Linked DNA regions of Mus musculus: region 2 is linked to region 1. A link is a contact called in public Micro-C data. All regions are on one chromosome and are shown on one strand. The core of a region is the stretch at or near the end of the contact, and the rest is flanking DNA. Distances in the headings are between cores, read along the strand shown.

Region 1 (2,700 bases), core at 134-2,633:
ATTCATACATCACACCTGAGAGAGAGGTACTATTATCCTACCACATCCTATGACAGATATGAGCTCGCTGAAGATCACACAGCGAGGGTGTGTCAGCAGTGGTGTGGAACCAAGTCTGTTCAACTGGAAAGTCCACGCTCTCAATCACTAACCCCCATGGCCTCTTAAGCTCAGGTGTGGCTGCCCATAAGGGGGCTGGTGTAACTCTGGCCTCCTCCCTCTCTCTGCCCCGACTTAGCAGCAGCCTCCCGCCACTCAGAGAACCAGACAGGCTATAAACTGCCCCTGATCAACATCTGCTGCCCTCTCCAGGGGTTGGGTACTTCCCAAGGTGATCTACCCTTTCTGTGTTTGGGGTCATCCAGCTGTCTTCATGTTTCTGGAATCTCATGGAAGTTTAAGCCCGGTGCAGCTCATCAGCCGTTGTGTCTCATCTGTCAGAGTTCAGGCAAATGGCACAATGTGGAGTACTCAGAAAGGGTGCCTGCCCACCCGGCAGCCTCTGCTGAGGGTCTGCTCTGGGGCCTGCTCTACCCTCTGTCACTCAGGCTCCCTAGTTGGAGGGAAAAATGACACAGGAGACAGCATTCTAAGGACAGACCTGGACCCTGAAGGTACAGATTGGACTCTGCCCTGGGACGTTCCAGCTGGATCTCCAAGGATACTGACACAGGTGGGGATGGGTCCTTCGGTCTTGGGATGGATCGTGTGAAGGGCTGAGGCTGAGAGCCTGTATGTCCTGTCCAGGAAGGCTTCAATGGCTCAGCCCGCGGTGGAAGCGGGGGCAGAGTCCCAGGTCTCTGGGGCCCGGGACACTGAGCGGTATGCAATCGGCTGATGCAGACACATCGGGGACACCCTGTGCCCGCCTGATAGGATCCGGCCTGTAGCCTCGCATAGCGCTGGACACCTAGGGTATATGTTACGGTCAGAGTTGGTCTGTGGCCAGCTCGCCACTGGCCTCTCGGACCTGAGAGGTTCGAGTCTCCACCGGTCGCGACTGTGGGCCGGACCCAGCCGCCCTTTCCTCTCTGTCCTTTGCTTCCTATTCGTCCGAGGTGACCCTGAGCCGAAGTCTCGCAGACACAAGGTTCGGAGGTCCCTGGGCGCCCCAACGCCCCCTTTGCTGGTATGCAGGAGGAGGGGCGGGGTCGGCGTCCGCAGCGCGCCCCTCCCCCGCCGCCGAGAGCGCAGACGCGCACGAGCGCGCTCTCACCTGGCCGCGGCGGAGAAGCCCCGCCCTCTTATCCCGCCTACCCCCACCGGACCAATCATAGGTGGCGTAGGCGGGTGGGGGAGCGACGCGTGGGGCGGGGCCTCCGCAGCCTGCGGGGTGAGCCGAGTGGGTGGCGGAAGGCGGCCGGCTTCGGCAGAGGCGGTGGCGGCGGCTGAGGGACGGCGACGCGGCACGCGGGGCGGCGCGACAGGACGAGCGAGGGCTGCGCGGCTCTCCGCAGCTGCCGCCTCGCCGCAGCCGGGCCGCAGGGCGCCGCAGCGGGTGCGAGGCCTGTGAGGCGGCCGGAGCGGCGTCCTGTCAGGCGGCGCGGGCGCGGCGGACGGCGCCGCGATGATGCCGGTGGGTGCGGGCGGCGGCGCCTCGTTCCCCGGCCCCCGCGCGAGGCGGGCCCGGCAGGGAGGAAGCGGCGGGCGGGCGTGCAGGGCGAGCGAGCGCAGGGGCAGGTGGGGGCGGCGGCTGTCAGCGGGCGGGCGAGAGAGCGAGCGTGGGCGGGGTCGCCGACAGGGCGAGCGGCCTCCGCAGGGCTGCGGGCTGCGCGGGGCTGCGGCGTGTACGGCCCCTCCCGGCCAGCGACCGGTGCCTCGATTTCCTCGGCGAGGGCACCCGGGTGCGGTGTTCGCACGCTCGGAATATGTGTTTCCCCTGCACTGGGAGGAACGCATGCCGTGCGTGGATTCAGAGAGCCATCTTAGGAATCCCCTTGCCGAGGCTTCTCCGTGGGTACATTTGCTCCACCTGGCGTGATGTCCCTATGTCCTTAAGGTTGAGCCGGTTGTGTGTCACTCGAGCCTTTGTCCTGCTCTTAAGGATGCTTTTGGCCAGGAAGACCTTCGTTTTGGGGGTTGCCACCTTCTTTGCCTTTTCCTTTACCTGCGTGCGGTACAAGCAGCAGTGGATGCTGAATTCTCTCCTTTTTTAAATAGGCTTTTTGTGAAGTGTATACGTCGTAATTAATGGGAAAAAACGTGACATAGATTGTACCCAGTTGGGCGTGTTGTTTTTAGAGTGTCTATTGAGTAAAAAAATCTCAGACTAATAAAATAACACACAATCTATTTTTTTTTTTTTGTTCGCTTGTTTTAGAAGTGCTGGGGGTCAAACCTGGGCTTTGCAGGACTAGGCCAGTGTTTCTATCACTGAGTTTATATATCCCAGATCCACAGAAAAAAAAAATTGAAGCCTACGTGGAAAGATCACGTTTCAGAGGGGAAATATGTCTCTGCATTTTTACTTGAATACTGTCGTTCTGCTATGCTGCACCCAAGCTCATTAGTTTACAAACCACCACCCCTTCAAATAATTTCCTGTTTCTTGATAATCTCTTCTCCCTCCTTTTGAACTGATTCCAACCCCTGGTGTTGGTGGAGTTTTAAGATTTAACCTACTTGATCCTTAAATCCTTTGGTGTTAGGCTTGTTGAATGCTAAGCATGTTTTTAAACGATTGCCTTGTAATGGAAAGAG
Region 2 (2,700 bases), core at 4-2,503, 1.0 Mb before region 1:
TTTTGTAAGGGCAGAGTAGCACATCACCAATCATGGAGGCTAACCACTGGAATTGCAAAGGGCCCTGCTGAGTGGGAGAGAGGCAGCTTGTAGACAAAGAACCCTTGGTGTTGACGTGTGGAAGAGGAAATGATCACCTAGGAACAGGGTCAAGAAATGGTAATGGAGGGTTGGGACACCCAGGCTCTGTGACTTAATACTCCCAGACTGTTGGAAAGTCCTCTTCCGGTAGCTCTCTTGACATGGTCCACTATCCTTTATGCCCGTTTCTTTTCCCCTAAATTTGAACCTCAGGCCGGCACGTTCCTTGAAGATAAGAGAATGTAGCGATGGCCACCACCTCAGTTTGGAATTGGGAACAGCCTGCAGGAAGGAGCATTTGTTGACTGGCTACTCAACCTGTGCGCTTGGAGGAAGGGAGGGCTGAGCGCCGGAGGGGAGTAGCGCCCCCTGTAGCCGGCGTGAAAGTAACAGGAGGCTGCGGAGTTGGGGGGAAATTCCTGGGGGAAGGGGGCGCACCAGGAGTTGGGCTCACTCAAGTCTCAGTGCCCCACCCGCTCTGCGTGGGGGCAAAATCCTGATGTGTGCAGCAGGCAGTATCTCCCTTGGGACCAAGAGCAGCGCGAGAGTGGCTGCGCTCTGATGGGAGGGGACCAAGGCAGTGACCTCAGGGGGCGCCCCACTCACTCCCAGGCTGTTAACCCGGGCGAGAATTCTGGAGCAGAAAAGGCCCCACCTCAGTGAGCCTGGGCGCAGGAGAAGCCACAGCTCGGTGGCCCCGCGCCCCGCCGCCCCGCGCATAGACCGCACCCTCGCCTCCTTTAAAGCTCGGGGTGCCCCCAACACCCCCCACGGCCCCACCCCACCGCGAGGCCCCGCCCCCTCATGCATATGCAGGTGCGCGGGTGACGAATGGGCGAGCGAGCTGTCAGTCTCGTCCCGAACTTGTTGGCTGCGGTGCCGGGAGCGCGGGCGCGCAGAGCCGAGGCCAGGACCCGCCGCCGCCGTCGCCGCCGCCGCCGGGTGGGAGCCGGGCCGGCCGCCGGAGAGCGGCTGCAGTAAGCCGGAGCCGCCGCCTCCCCTGCACGCCCGCCGCGCAGCCCGCGCGCACTGCTCGACCCCGCCCGCGCCGCCTGTGCGGCCGCCGCCGCCTGTGCGCCGCCGGGCTCGGAGGGCGGGCGGGCGTTGGAGGCCGGCGCGGCGGCTATAGCGGGCGCGGGCGGCGGCGGCGGCGGCGGGGCCGCGGGCGGGGTCGAGGCGGCGATGCGGGCACGCGGCTGGGGACGCCTGCCTCGGCGGCTGCTGCTGCTACTGGTTCTGTGCGTGCAGGTGAGCGGGGCGCGCGGTGGCGACGGGCGCGGACGGGGCGCACCGGGCCGGGCCGCTCCTCCGGGCCAGGCGGCGCACAAACGGCCGCGGTCCGGAGCCCTAGGAACGGCGCAAGGGTGGGGGCGGGGCGGAGGCTCGGCGACCCCGGCCCGCGCCTCCCTGCACTCTGCGCTGCCTTATTTTTAGGCGACGCGGCCCATGGGCTATTTCGAGCTGCAGCTGAGCGCGCTGCGGAACGTGAACGGGGAGCTGCTGAGCGGCGCCTGCTGTGACGGCGACGGCCGGACGACGCGCGCGGGGGGCTGCGGCCGCGACGAGTGCGACACGTACGTGCGCGTGTGCCTTAAGGAGTACCAGGCCAAGGTGACGCCCACGGGGCCCTGCAGCTACGGCTACGGCGCCACGCCCGTGCTGGGTGGCAACTCCTTCTACCTGCCGCCGGCGGGCGCTGCGGGGGACCGAGCGCGCGCGCGGTCTCGGACCGGCGGCCACCAGGACCCGGGCCTCGTCGTCATTCCCTTTCAGTTCGCCTGGCCGGTACGTGCGCCCCTCCCCCGCACTCTGCTTCCCTGCGCGCTCGGCGCCCGCCGCGGTCCCTTCAGCACCTGCGGCCGCGCGGGTGCGGGCCGCGCGCGCCCAGACGGGGCGGGGCCGGCAGGGGGCGCCGCGCCGCGGGCGGGCCTGGGGCGCGTGCTCTTGCGGCCAGGTTCGCGCCTGGCCACGTGGGCGCGCGGGGTTCCCAAGGGCCGACAGGCTTGGGGTCGCGGCGGGGCTGGGAGGCCAAGGTCCGCGTGCACGGCGGCCCTCGGAGTGTGCCTACGTCGCCCTGCGCGTGTCAGTGCGTGGGGAGGTGCGAGGCGCCTGCGGCCCGGTAGGCTGTGCAGGCATGTGCGCTGCGCGTGCTGGGGCTGGTCCGGGGCAGGCCCTGGCGGAGCCGTCCGGGCCCGCGGCCAGCCTGCTCCTGCCCTGCAGTTTCCTGGATGCCCGGGGGCACGGACAGGCGCCTGGGACCTGCGCGGGGATGGCCTGATTGTGTGTGTTGGCAGAAGCTGCTAGAGATGGGAAGACCCCTCCTCCGAAAGGGAAGAGACACTAACAAGGCTCCAAGTTGTAACCCTCTGTGGCACTGCTGTTTGCGGATGTTTTATTGTGCTTCTTAGTTTCTGGAATTGGGAAGCACCCTGTCTGCTTAGGGGTGGTCAGGTCAGGCAAGAACCCGAGTCTGGGCATGCTGGGAAGAAGGGTCATGGGGATCCAGCTTTGGGGGAGACAGGTAGCATGCCTGTGGTATAAAGGCCTGGGATCAGGAAGTCTTATGGTGCTTGCTTTTATTCACTTTCTGGACCTGGCTTGTACCGGCACCTGATTGTC

Evidence for each region. A called contact is a pair of places that touch in the nucleus more often than the background predicts.
Region 2: a contact with region 1 is called in a Micro-C map of embryonic stem cells, with 8 times the contacts expected there. The contact joins the promoter of Jag2 here to the promoter of Ppp1r13b in region 1. A contact is called at or near these places in 2 of 39 promoter capture datasets (liver and pre-B cells), 1 of 484 Hi-C or Micro-C datasets (embryonic stem cells) and 2 of 9 other capture datasets (adipose tissue and pancreatic islet).

Annotation. Positions count from the first base shown.
Region 1 is chr12:111,906,738-111,909,437 of GRCm38.p6, reverse strand. It overlaps Ppp1r13b (protein phosphatase 1, regulatory subunit 13B), which reads left to right and starts at 1,383. Exons shown (of 17, transcript NM_011625.1): 1 at 1,383-1,576. The coding sequence starts at 1,568.
Region 2 is chr12:112,928,048-112,930,747 of GRCm38.p6, reverse strand. Jag2 (jagged 2) reads left to right here and starts at 1,253. Exons shown (of 26, transcript NM_010588.2): 1 at 1,253-1,329; 2 at 1,516-1,866. The coding sequence starts at 1,264.